Regions from separate parts of the Mus musculus genome. Here region 2 is linked to region 1. A link is a contact called in public HiChIP or PLAC-seq data. All regions are on one chromosome and are shown on one strand. Each heading gives the region's core, a stretch centred on a gene start, on an enhancer-like site or on the middle of the called end of the contact. The rest is flanking DNA. Distances are from core to core; before and after follow the strand shown.

Region 1 (6,807 bases), core at 1,778-4,277:
AATTTAAACATTGATAGCGAGTTCAAATTCAAACACACAACAAGGACAAAGCAGCATCCATGCAGGGAGGACTGGATTTGACCCTCCAAGGGCCAATTATGTCCACTGCTAAAAAGTGGCATTTCACTTACCTTCAGGCGGAAGCATCACTCTGCAGTAGATTTCTGCACCACCCCCCACCCCCCACCCCCGCTAAACCTGCTCCTGAGCTACATGCCTTCCTCCTCCCAGCTGAAAACCCACTGCATAGGCACCAGCACCACGGGATTCAGAGGAAGTGGCTTGGGGAAAATGATGGCTCCCATTTCCCAGGACACAGCAATGAGCATGTGATCTGCTGTAGTAGAGACAGTAGGATGTGATGAACATTTTTAATGCAGCTTTGGGTTGGAGTATGGGCTTCCCACTGATGGTAGCTGGTGGAGCCATCTTACAATCCCAGCTCCCTTGAGAATCAGGTACATAGACCTTCTTGGAGCCTAATTGCACTTTGGTCTGGGTCCTGGTCCAACTTAGACCGGTGATAAAATTCCGTGGGCTTTAGTTTATTTAGATTTCTGTTTCCTTGAATAAGAAAATAAGTTATCAGACTGAAAGTGTCTTCTTTTCAAAAAGGAAAAACAAAGGCAGACAGACAGACAATAGGCAGCTTCTTCAGCATGAGTGATTTGCACTCTACAAAATCTGTCTTAATATTTAATCCCAAAGCAACATCACTAGGAGGTCAGGGTTTGAGGAGTTGACTGAGGGAACCTGTTCCCTTGTGTTGCTTCATCTTCTACCATGTATGGACACAGTATCCTTCCTACAGAGAACACAGCAATAGGACACCTTCTTTGAAGAAGGGAGTTGTACTGGTCAGCCAACTCTCCCTACTGGTGGTCCCTTCATCGTGGACTTCCAGTTTCCAGATCTATAAGAAGCTTTTTTTTTTTTTTTGATTCTTTGAAAATTATCCAGTCTCAAGAAATTTTAAAGAAAATGGCTGGTGAGATGGTTCAGCAGGTAAAGGTGGATGGTCTATCTGAGGTCTATCCTCAAGACCTGTGAGATAGGAGAGGACCGACTCCCACAAGGTGTCCCCTGACCTCCAAATGTACAGGATGGGACACTTGTGCCATGGTGTGTAGAGGACACAAATGCAAACACATATAAGTAACTAACTAGTCTTAGAAATTTAGTGATAGCAGCACAACCAAGATAGCAACAGTAGGAAAGGAACTTAGCAGGTTTCTGTTAGTTTTGAAAAGCAGGTGAACTGAACCCAAGTCAGAGGTCTGAAGCCCAAAGCTTGAAAACGTTTCAGTAAGATGCAATGGGCCATCCTGGCTCTTGTAGGAGAACTGGCCTCTGACATCCTCAAAAACTGATGACGAACAGACCTATGCCTGGCCCTGGCTCGTCCTTGTTGGGTGGTTTCTCAGCTGAGGCTGTCTGTCCAGGGCCAGCTCAGATGTATATGGTGTCATATGCATCTGGAAAGCTCCATGGTCCATCTCTTGTCAAGCACTGGCACCACCAGCAGCAGTTGGCATCTAGCTGGGGATTTGGTTCCATCATGAGACAGAGCCACAGGCAGGGGCAGTTTGGGGTGAAGACTTCCATCTGGAGATTCAGCTGAGAGAGAAAAGGTTAGATTGATCTCTGCCATGGTGGATATTCACTCCTGGTTCCTTAGGTGAGATCTACATGGAGTGCATGCTTCTCTGGGGTTATCCCAGGTCCTGTCCCTGTTCAGAACATAACTGAATGAAGTGACAGTGACAAGAAAGGACCCAGACTAGGCAGCAAGTATCCTCCCTGGCTAAGGACACCTGCAATCATTCCTCTGTGAGGGCCCGGATCTCCTGGGTGTTGTTTTACATTGCTGCTATAACAAACATAGTGTCTTAAAACAACACAACTACATTGTTTTACAATTCCAAAGGTTTAGAAACCAGCCAAGGTCCTAGAGTCCATGTATTATACAAGCATCATATCACAATCATGCCAGAGTGTGCAGTGCTTAAATTCTTAGTTTTTTTTTTTTACTGTTTTTTCTTTTTAAACCCTAAAAGAATAAACGAAGTATTTGGTATAGAGAAAGTTGTATGGATGAGAACTTCATTCTTTGAAAGTGAATGCCATCTCTAAACTCAATTGTCTGTGTGAACTTGAAATCAAGGTTTGTTCTACTTGGAAAAGTGGAGATTTTCAAGTGTAAGAGGGATTAACGTTTATTAGCACCTCACAGAGACTTTGTTAGTGGTGTAGTCAGAACTGAAAGAGAAGTTAGAAAGTTGGCAGTTTTCTCACTATGTGAAGGAGAGTAAGAGTCCCTCCCTTTTGTACTGCTGAACATCACTTGGGAAACCCCACTTGTTCAGAAACAAACAAACAAACAAACAAACAAAAACCCCTCAGGGGTCTACAATACTCCACTGCTTCCTGGCAATCTATGCAGAGCAAAGGGTCTAAGGACCAGGTCCTTCACTGGTAAAATGCTGGTATCAATAGTGTTATTTCATCAAGATCATAATTACAAATGAACAACGAAGGAAACTACCAAATCAAAAGCGTAGTAGATCATGAATAATCGTAAGCCACCGTTTTGTTTTGTTTTGTTTTGTTTTGTTTTTGTCAAACCTTGCATATAGGTTTCTGGCTCTTTTGTTGTAAGAAGATCAAAATCGTCTTGGCAAAAGACAAAAAGCGGTTGGTATTTATTCTAGGTGATAGGCGTTAGGAAGTAGTAGTAGCCTGTTGTTTTTTTTTTTCTCATGCCTCGGTCGTCCCCGATTTAAGGTTTTGCCCTAAATGAAGGATCTCAATCACGACCACAAGAAATCCCTCCCGACTTCGGTTTTCCTGGGGCAGGGCGACCGAGTCAGACACCAGAGTGTCTCCAGGCCCTGCCCTTTCCTGCCCGGGCCCCAACCTGCGCCCGAAGCCACGCCCCCAACGCGGCGTCCCTCCCGATTCGCTCAACCTTGCGAAACGCCCTTTCCGGCGTCGCGCTGACGTCACAAACCCTGCGCCTCCCGCTCCTCTTCGGGCCGTCGTTCGAACGAAAGGTCGTCCCTGTGACCGACGAGGTGGTTTGAGCAGCTGTCGCCATGTTGTCGGTCGCCGCCCGCTCGGGCCCGTTCGCGCCCGTCCTATCGGCCACTTCCCGCGGGGTGGCGGGCGCGCTGCGTCCTCTGCTGCAAGGCGCGGTGCCCGCCGCCTCGGAGCCACCTGTTCTGGATGTGAAGCGACCCTTCCTGTGCCGCGAGTCCCTGAGTGGCCAGGCCGCAGCCCGGCCTTTGGTGGCCACGGTGGGCCTGAACGGTGAGCCGGCTTCGGAGTACCCCGATCTCGTTCCCTGCGGCGGCGGAGGGCGGTGTGCTGGGATGTGGTGGGCCGGCCGCGGCTACCTTGGCAGGCCGAGCGCTCCCCGGAGCAGGCGGGCTCACGGTGACGGGATGCTCCCGTAGCTGCATCCCCCAGGAGTCAGGAGCCGGTCTGCACGTCAGTCTGGGTTCCCTCCTCAGGCTTCACTTGACTTTCTTGATTAAGATCGGCCTCCCTGTATCATGGCTAAGATACTGTTAGTTACAGGAATTTGACCTTGGGCAAGTTTCCTCGATGTTACCACAACTTTGTAGGGGTGTTGTGAGTCTTACACTAGAGAATTCTATGTAAAGCCATTGGTACGGTTTAGACGATAAGTGTTCAAAATAGAAATTGAAACAACCATGTAGGAAGTTGTCAGTGTACTGGTACAGTCGCTTTTCAGCATCTTAACTCCCTAGCAGCCCCATCCCTATAGACACAAAACCAGCCCTGTCAGTTCCACTGTAGGGGATCAGCAGTGGTTTCAGATACCAGGCTCTACGGCTTTCATAATCTTACTTAGTCGTGAAGGCGAGGCAGTCAGAAATGATACTTTTTTTTTTTTTTAATACAGAAAACAGAGGTGAAGTGACCCACACAGTGGGAATCTATGCAGTGCGGTCTCTTCCTAGTTTATCTAAGTCTGCTTCACATTCCCTTGTGACTTAAAAATCTAGAAAGCTTTCTGGTGTCTCCTGAAATGTGGGAAGCTGCACTGGGCTCGTTTGGTTTCTGCTCCGATAGTTGACTGACTCTTCACTTTTTCAAGTAGATTAAACCTTGATTTCAAGTTCACAGGGACCATTGAGTTTAGAAATATCATTCACTTTAAAAGAATGAAGATCGCATCCATATAGCTTTCTCCTCTATACCAAGCAAAGTAACATACTATGATTGTTCAGTGTATTACCTACTTGGCACTGCTTGGGGTTGAGTTTATGACCTTTCTACATGTCAACCAAATTGCCTTCTTAGACAGCTTTTCACTCTGCATTCATTCTAATCCTGCCTCTCTGTCTGTCTGTCCTGCCTCTCTTTGAGGCAGGGTCTCACTATGTATCCTAGGCTGTCCTCAGACTCAAGGTCTTCCTGACTGTCTTCCCAGAGCCACCATGGTTAGCTTTTCCTGCAGATTTTTAATGATCCCCACTGGGTTTGCTGTTTATCTCTATTTTAGCCATTAACCTTAATGTCAGGTCAGATTACAAAGTTTACTTTTGCTGATATCTTGATGTCATTATAGCATGTTGACACTCTCCTCTCTATTGTTGAGACTTCTGGCCTTGGTTTAAAGCGGTAGAATAATAGCTCCTTAGTTTTTGTCTCCCATTATCAGGTTTTGTATACATTTGAGTCAAGATCTTTTTTCAGGGTAAATGTGAAGGGGCACTATTGGGTCTTTGAAAAACTTTTCAGGACAGAAGTGTAATAACTTACCTTGTTCTGAGTCTGTTTGGGTTAGGGGATCAGTAGGTAAGAAGTGAGGAAGAGAAAATTGCAGAGGTGAAAGCGTTACTTCAGTTTGTCAGATAGCCGAAAGGTTTCTGATAAAAATTGGTGGTGTGCCTGCTTCATGAAAGCATTTTCCAAACCAGACAATGTAGAAACAAAGCCAAAACCTTTCCTGAAATCATACTTTACATCGTAGCTTAATTGCCCGTTAAAATCCATCTGGGTGACTATGGAAAGATAGGTAGTGACAGAATGGGTGGATTCAGATTGAGAGTGTGTGGAGGAAAATGTCTGCATATGGGAAAATCTCTTTCATGCAGATTTCTAGGTACCTTGGCTTTACAACTACGAAAAGTTTACCTGCCTTAGATTTCCTCTATTTTGAGGTGATATTTCAATAACTGATCATGTATCATGTTGGAATTAAATTAAGCACCTATGCTTAATACAACTTGTGCAAATTATATAGGAAATGACTTTTGAAACAATTTCCTAAAGGTCCCTTGATTGATAATGGTGATGTGTAACTTGCTGTACAGAGAACAGTTGATAACTGGATTTTTTTGTCACCAAAACTCTTGCAAATGAGTCATTCTGTGTAGTGTTTTTAGTTACCTTGTATTGTTAGGAGGTGGTGGTTGTGGCTGCTGTTGAGTGTAAAACTCTGAACTTGGCTCCTTTCTGTTTTAGGTATGCAACATTTTTTTTTTTTTTTTTTAAGAGTGATTCCAGGCATTGTCCTGGAGGAGTAATTCTTACTTGATTCCAAATGCCAGTTAACACCATCACATTGATATTAGGTAGGGTAATACATAGTTCATGTGATGTGAGTCCGAAAAGTCCAAATTGTGACTCTTAGGTTGTCACTACACATCTTGGTTCCTCCCCCAAAATGATAGGGTTATCAGAAATGTAATTTTGATAGTTTTCATTCTTGTTTGAATTTGTGACTTCCATAAAGTTACTCACTTTGAACTCATGTAAAAAGTAGGTGAAATATTAATATTTGGGTATTGAGGTCTCTTAGGATGAGACCTTTAAAGACCAAGATAGTAATGCCACGTTCAGTGGCATTGTATGTTATGAGTAGATCTTTGTTTTGAAAACTTTTTTCCTGAAAATAAAAGTTTTTTCTTTTTTTCCTTTTTTCTTTCTTTCTTTCTTTCTTTTTTTTTTTTTTTTTTTTTTTGAGACAGGGTTTCTCTGTGTAGCCCTGGCTGTCCTGGAACTCACTTTGTAGACCAGGCTGGCCTCGAACTCAGAAATTGGCCTGCCTCTGCCTCCCGAGTGCTGGGATTAAAGGTGTGCGCCACCACGCACACCTTTAACAGTTTTTAACATCCTTCTTTTTTACCCTAAAAAAGTAAATGTGGTGGTAGTTCCTAAAACATACATTTTGCAAGGGTTCATATTTTCATACATATAACTGTTATATCTATTATTTTATGAGGAAATACTTTCTAAACATAGTTAGAATCATGCCAGTAGTCCATTCTTTTGTCAGATATTTACAAATGGCATAAGAGAGAGGACATGTCACTTCTGCTTTCAAAGTTTATGCAAACAGTAAATGTTTTTTCATTTGTCACAAAACATTTGGCCCATTTTATTACCTCCAGGAAAAGTGCCCCACTCAGAGTCCACAGTATGAAAAAGATATTTTTAATAGGTGTTGTTACTCTACCAAAGGGGGAGATATATGAAAGTCACCTCTTTTTATTCTTATTAAATTTAATAATTACTTTGCAGATTTTATTGAGTGCTGCTACCTGTTCTAATAGTTGTTATTCTCTGACACTAGAGGCTTTTTTGAAGATAAAGTAATATCAATTTATGCCCTGGAATTTAAAATTATCAATCCTTAAGTTTTCTATAAAGTATACCAAAAAACACACGAGGCTTATTGTCTTGTAATTAGTATGTTACAAACTTTTAGCTAGTAGTTTTTACAGAAAGCACATAGCAGAGATACAAGGCTAGGCTGAGTGAAATGGTCACACA
Region 2 (6,807 bases), core at 2,771-5,270, 220 kb before region 1:
TCAAGTTACTGCACATCCTCTCCCACTGAGGCAAGACAAGGCAGCTCAGTTAGGAGAACAGGATCCACAGGTAGGCAACAGATTCAGGTTAGTTTTAAAAAAGATTCTATGGCTAAAGGAGAATAATGTATACTTTGTATCTTTTAGATGGACCAGTCTGTTTGATACCTCTTAAGTCCAGTTGATACCTGACATGTTTTAATTGTGAAGTTTTTTTGCTTACTTTTAGTTTGGAAACTCCTAGTTTCATTTTTGTTCCTGTAATTTTAAAAAATACCCCTCTTTCTCCCTCTCTCCCTCCCCCCCTCTCCCTCTCTCCCCCCTCTCTGAGTGTGTGTGTGCCTCCGTCTCTGTCTCTCTCCCTCTCTCACACACAACCACTTAGAGAGAAAAGGGTTTGTATTTCAGCTTAAAATTCTAGGTTGCAGTCCATCATTTTGGGAGAGCCAAGACAACAACTCAAACAGCAAGTCAAATTAAAACTACAGTTGAGGGGAGAGAAAAATGAATGCACACATACCTGCTGGTTCTCAGCTCATTTTCCCACTCTTAAACAGATCAGGAACCCTGCCAAGGGGATGGTACCACTTACAGTGGGCTGGGTCTTCCTACATCAATTAACTTACATAAGATATTCTCTACAGGCTTGCCCAAAGTTGTTGACACTCCATGTTGACAGTCACTCATCTGGACTCTCCTCTCAGGTCATGTTGACCCTAGACTTTATTAGGTTGGCAATTAAAGCTGACCATCCCAGAGACCTATCTAAGGATGAGACTAGACATGGTGTCACAGTCTTTAATCTCAGCATCCAGAGGCAGAGGCAGGAGAACTTAACCCTAACCCTAACCTGTGGACCTTTGTGAGTTTGAGGCCAGTCTGATCGAATAGCAAGTTATAGTCCGGCAAGACTTCATGGTGAAACCCTATCTGGCAAAACCAAACCAAACCAAACCAAACAAAAAAGATTTGAGTGGGAATTATTGACATCTTCCACTATTGTTGTACCTGGATCGGTTTTTTGTGCATTTTAAGGTTTCTTAATGAACATGAGCCCTAGTATTTTTGTGTAGTTATCCTATTTTCTTCTTTCTTAGGTCATCTCTTGTTTTTATATGTTTAAAAAGCTATGGCGTTTTTGTTTTTTGGTTTTTGCATGTTGCTTTTGTATACAGTTATTTTGCTAAAAATGTTTATCAGATCTAAGAGTATTGTGGTAGTGTCTCTATTATTTGCTCCTGAAGAATTGTCCTTTCAGTAACGTTACAGTGATCTGATTTATCTCTTCTGGCTATTTTTGGTTTGAAGGTTTCAACTCAACTTTATCAGGTATGAAGATGGTTCTAACAGTTTTGTTTTAGCTTCCATTTGCTTAGTAGATTGATTTCTATCCTTTGACTCTTAGTTTATGAAGTCTTAGTTAGGGTTTCTATTGCTGTGATAAAACATGACAGATAAAACAACTTGGGAAAGACAGGTTTTATATCAGCTTATAGCTTGTAGTTCATTTTCCAGGGAAGTCAGGGCAGGAACTCAAGGCAGGAACCTGGAGACAGGAACTGAAGCAGAGGCTGTGGAGGAGCGCTGCTTACTGCCTTGTTCTCTCCATGGCTTGATTAGCCTGATTTCCATAGCACCCAGGACCCCAGGACCTTAACTCCCTCCCCACTTCAATCACTAATTAAGAAAATGCACTACAGACTTGCTTTCAAGCCAGTATCATGGAGGCGTTTCCTTAACTGAGGTTTCCTCTATCTAACGACTCTAGGTTGTATCCTGTTGATGTCACAGTGGTTGACTTTGCCAGTGATGTGTGTTTCTTAGAATGGCCATTGTTCCCTGACAATTACTGGCTGTAGGACTTGGAAAAGTGGGCCCTGCACCTCACCAGGGCAGCACGGTACAGTCAACCCTGGCAGCAGAGGTGCAAGTGAGCCAGCCCTGTGGGTATGAGCATGGGAGAGCTGGCCCCACAACTTGTCTACTGTGGGGTGGCATGAGCAAGAAGGAGATGCCCTCCTCTTCCACCTTACCCCTCTCCACCTAAGGTAGAAGGGGAAGCTGGCCACAAGGCCATGAGAACAGGAGAGCTGGCCCTGCTCCTCACTAGCTATAACACTAAAGAAAGTGAGTCCTGTCCCTTGCCTGAGCAGCAGAATAGAGTTGGCTCTGCTGGTGTTGGTGTGGGTGAGCTTCAACGGCAGAGCTGGAAAGCTTGCTCTGGCTCTAGATGCCTGTGGCATTGGGTGAGTTAGCCAGGGTACTCCTGGAGAGCTTGCCCTGGTGGTGTGGGTGCAGGAGAGCTGGCATGCTGACCAACTTAGCTACCACCCAGGCCCAGATCCAGGGTTTTGAGTTAGCTCTATGCCATCTATGAACTGCTGGTATATGTGAAGGAGAGGGTACTACAGGCCCAAAGCTTCAAGATCTCCATGACATAGGACAACAGGAGGAGATTCTATATGAGAAGAGCCCTGGTGAGGATCCAGTATTGACAGTGTAACAGAAGCCAGAGGCCTTGAACCAGACCAATGACTCATTGCAATGAACATTTGCATATAAGGAAGTGTGGACAAAAGGGTATACTGTGGGACACACTGTGACACACTGCAGCTTCCAAAAATTTTTTTTCGGAGGCGGGTAGGTGACAAGGGTGGAGGGTGGATATGAAGAGATGGGAGATGAGTGGGACTGAGGTACATGATGTGAAATTCATAAACAATCAATAAAAAGTTAAAAAAATAAAAAAGGAATGACCAGTGATATGCCATAGACACAAACAGTAAATACCAATGTTAATAGCTTTTGTGGCTGATGAGCACTACTGGGAGGTGATACAACCTTAAGTACAACCTTTGATAGGTGGGGTCTAGTGTGAGAAAAGTTAGATAATTGAAGATTATTATTGAAGATGCACCCTTGAAGGAGCTTCTAGTACCTAAACTCTGCCCCACCATCCTGTGTGTGTGAGGGGTTCTCGCACGTGTGTGTGTGTGTGTGTGTGTGTGTGTGTGTGTGTAAGTTCTGGCCCACAGTCAGCTCTGATCAGACCCATCTCAGCATCTCCATCATTTTCAGGTGTTGATCCACACCGTTAACCATGGAGTTGTTCTCTCATCTTGCAGCTATGGTTCTTTCTAACTCATGGCTCTCACCATTCCTTCCAGCATACTTTTCTCAGATCACTATCCCCCACTGTTCTGGCTGTTTTGATCCTTAGTCCCAAAGGAGAGGAGGCAAAGCAAGAGAAAGTATGAAATCGTTTCTCAGTGGCACAGAGATGCCACTGAAAGGTGAAGTGCTTAGAAAGAAAGGATGTTCTATCATCATGAGAGAGAGCTGGCCAGGTGAGCAGGTGGGCAGAAGTCTTCCAGGGAAGAGCAGGGTACCTGTGTAGACATCCTCTGGCCCCTGGCTTAGGCTGTAGAAGAAACATCCTTGGGTGCCCTATAATTCCTAACTAGACATTTATTAAAAGACATTTCTGCTAGAAAACATGAGATATTACAACCAACCTTGCAGTCCCTTCCCAGAAATAAGGCATGTAGGAGACGCCATGTTTTTGTTTGTTTGTTTGTTTGTTTGTTTCTGGGATGGATGAGTGTTGCCCATGTGAAAAACCCTGTATTTGTCTTAATACTACCAACTATAGAAAACCAAATCCAACAACCAAAGTTGTAACTGGAAAGAAAAGTCTAAGACCAGAAGCCCTGTGGGAATAGGAATATCATGTAAGAACTCAAAAGTCAGCAAAATCTCTTCAAACAAGCTTAGGTTCAAGTAGTAGAACTTTCTGGAGAAATCCTGGCTGTGCATGCTGGCCTGAGCCCATCTATACTTATGGGACACACAGAGCTCCCAAAGTAGGAATAGTAGAGCAATTGGTTTTTATTTAGTAAATTCAATATGTTGTTTAGATCCTTGCTAAATGCTTTTCTCAGATCTCTGAATCTCTGAGCTTTTCACAGGCCACAGTCCTATCCTGGGCTGACAGTCTTCCTATGACACTGGAAGATACGGAAGTTCACAGCCATGTCAGGAAGTGTGTGTGATACAGCTGAGAACGGCATTCTCTGACTTGGCTTCTCAGAGAGGAATTTCAGCCAAGGTTCTCCTAGGGATACCCAAGAGTCTACCGACACCCTGTGCCTCTCCCCCGGAATCTCTCCTATCAGAGTGCAGGCTCACTATATGCTACCCTCATGACAACAAACTCAGAGGAAATCAAAGTATAAAACAAACCATTAAAACAAGTTAAAAAATATTTTCCCTAATTGGAGAGATGGCTCAACTTGGATAATAGTCCTTGTTGCTCTTCCAGAGGACTGGAGTTCCAGGTTCTCGCGTATGTGGCTAACAACCACCTGTACCTACAGTTACAGGGGATCAGACCCCCCTCCCTGGCCCTACAAGTACTGCATGTGCATGTACCTACAAGTAGGTAAACTCACACACTAGATATTAAATTTTTTTTCTAAAAATGAAAAAAAAACACAACAAACAGAAAAAAAAAAAAAACACCAAGTCTACCAGGCCTTTCAGAACATAGGTCTAAGGAGGAGGAGGCAGAACAAAGGAGCCCAGTGTGAATAGTTGCTCCCTCAGACACAGCTGAGGGGACTTGTGCTAGTAATGACATGGTTGTAGAACTAGCTTGCTTCTTCCCCCTCTCTCCCCCCTCCCCTCTTCTTCCCTCCTCCTCCTCATCCTCCTCCTCCTCCTCCTTCTTCTTCCTCTCTCTCTCTCTCTCTCTCCCTCCCTCCCTCCCTCCCTCCCTCCCTCCCTCCCTCTCTCTCTCTCTCTCTCTCTCTCTCTCTCTCTCTCTCTCTCTCTCTCTCTCTCTGCTGAACACTTTAGAGATCTGATTTCAGGGACTCACAGGCAGCCAGGAAGGAAGTAGGCCACTGACAGCCTCACCAAGAACCCAGCAGATAGAGGAAGTGTTTCAAGGGCTGTGAGGATGGTATTAAATATGCTCCTCAGTCAATCTTTCTAGAAATCCTTTATTTATCAAATATTTTAAAACACACAGCTTTCCTTGTGAAGCAAGTTTACAGCAAAATCCATGGCCTATCCATCCAACGCCGCAGGCAGGATGGTGCCACACTTTCCTGTCGGGCTTAGACATGACAGGAAGCCAAGATATGAGCTCGAAGCCAGAGATCTCTGAGTCCTGGTCCCCAGCAGGTCTTTCACTGTGAAGGGGGTGCACAGCGCATGGGAGCAGAGGGGCAATGATGCCCTTCCACATGAGGTGGGTCCACCTTGAAGATTGTGAAGCCTGTAGCAGTGTCTAATAAGAACTGGCTTGCCAAACACTGTCTTCTACTTCAATATACTCTGGACTCATGTTCCTCAAAGCACTGAAAATGGGTCCAGGAAAATCAGCCTTCTCTGCGTTCACGTGACAGTGAGCAGCAATTAGCAAGGACTAAGTGAGTTTCACTTACGGTGCAGGCTTCTTCAATGAGTGAAGAAGCAACTTGCAAAAACATACATGTGGTAGGGCAACATTGCAATGTATGCAGCAGCCATGTGATTTAGGGAGATAAATAACAAAAACAGAGACCTTAACAATTTCACAATTTTCACCAATAACAAAAAACAACAACAAGAACAACAACAATTCACCAGTGGGATGGGCAAGACTGTGTGGAGAGGGATGAGGGGGCATGTAATTAAACCTTGTGTGGGTTTTTATCAAAATATCAGCAATGGGAAAGTTCGTTTAAAAAGTAATATTGAAGGCTCTTCCTGTGTAGGACATGACACCACCCTGACTCTCAGAATCCTCTGCTGCTGGGGCTCACATTCAGCCTGTCTGCAGGGCAAGGGCACCTCACATATCAGTCACCACACTCAGCCTGCTGGCGTTCCTGTGTCTGGCATACAGCCACTCAGGCACCGCACCTGGGCCTCTGCAGGCTGGGCATTCTCACGATAGAGCAAGCCTCTCTGTGCTCCAATCCCAGAGTGCATCTGGATTTCTACAGGTGGGGTCTACCAACTCTGTCCAGGACAACGACTGAGGGCTTTGGGGCTTCTAGTTTGAAACTAGATACTTAAGCCTGCTCAAGGACCAGAAACAAGCCAACAGAAAGCACCCGTGAGACTTGCATATTTTCTCCCTAGGATACAGTGTTCCTCAGCCTACCTCTTCAACGGCATCTTCCAGTGCAAGCAAACTAAATTCTACTGTGTGCATTGCACTTTGTTTCAGCAAGGGACGAGGAAGGTGTTCCTCTTTGTGTCAGGAGTGTTTACCCATCATTCCATTTGTCAAGATGGAAGGCATCAGCATGCATGGCTGTAAAGTGAAACATGAACTGGGGGCTCGAACCATACAGCATTTTCCAGAAAATTCAGCTTCACTGTTAAAACAGCTTAACATTAAGGAAAAAAACCAAAAACCAAAAGACTTCACATGGCAATTGAGACAAAGCATCTGCTTATGGACTGAAGAGTCATGGTCATACAGGACCAGGCAAGGGACCTTGGTGAAGTGCCAGATATGGTTAAGATACTCCAGGAGGACAGCTGTGGCTTGGGGCCTCAGGAAGAGTGCTTCCCGATTTTGCCTTCATCTTCCCTTGGGATAATATACCCCAGAATGTTTTGCATCTATAAGATGTATAAGTGACTTTAGTTCACGAGACTCAGTGGGCTGCTGGGATGGGTAGCTAAGAAGATGTCTAAACTGCACCTAGGCACATAGCAGTGGAAGTCCACATGCCACTCAAAAGATGAGGTAAATCTGTATAGTTGGGTACATAAGAGTGTCATCACATATCTCTCTCTCTCTCTCTA

Evidence for each region. HiChIP or PLAC-seq counts read pairs in DNA pulled down with a chosen protein or histone mark.
Region 2: an H3K4me3 HiChIP or PLAC-seq map of the SCID.adh cell line shows a contact between it and region 1, with 2.8 times the contacts expected there. The contact joins the enhancer-like site here to the promoter of Uqcrfs1 in region 1. A contact is called at or near these places in 6 of 484 Hi-C or Micro-C datasets (CD8 T cells, the G1E-ER4 cell line, myeloid progenitors and 1 more), 10 of 115 datasets of contacts at active chromatin or transcription factors (the 230-238 cell line, CD8 T cells, the SCID.adh cell line and 6 more) and 2 of 9 other capture datasets (adipose tissue and liver).

The regions. Positions count from the first base shown.
Region 1 is chr13:30,541,536-30,548,342 of GRCm38.p6, reverse strand. It overlaps Uqcrfs1 (ubiquinol-cytochrome c reductase, Rieske iron-sulfur polypeptide 1), which reads left to right and starts at 3,027. Exons shown (of 2, transcript NM_025710.2): 1 at 3,027-3,309. The coding sequence starts at 3,096.
Region 2 is chr13:30,765,159-30,771,965 of GRCm38.p6, reverse strand. It overlaps Irf4 (interferon regulatory factor 4), which reads right to left. Exons shown (of 9, transcript NM_013674.2): 9 at 4,985-6,807. Among named protein-coding and RNA genes, the nearest start is that of Irf4, 19 kb to the right of the region's middle. Within about 2 kb of position 4,020, at least 50 of the 459 cell types and tissues checked have an H3K27ac peak or open chromatin away from gene starts, as enhancers often do. A contact at or near this core is called in CD8 T cells, the SCID.adh cell line, T-cell acute lymphoblastic leukemia and 2 more, where this site is marked.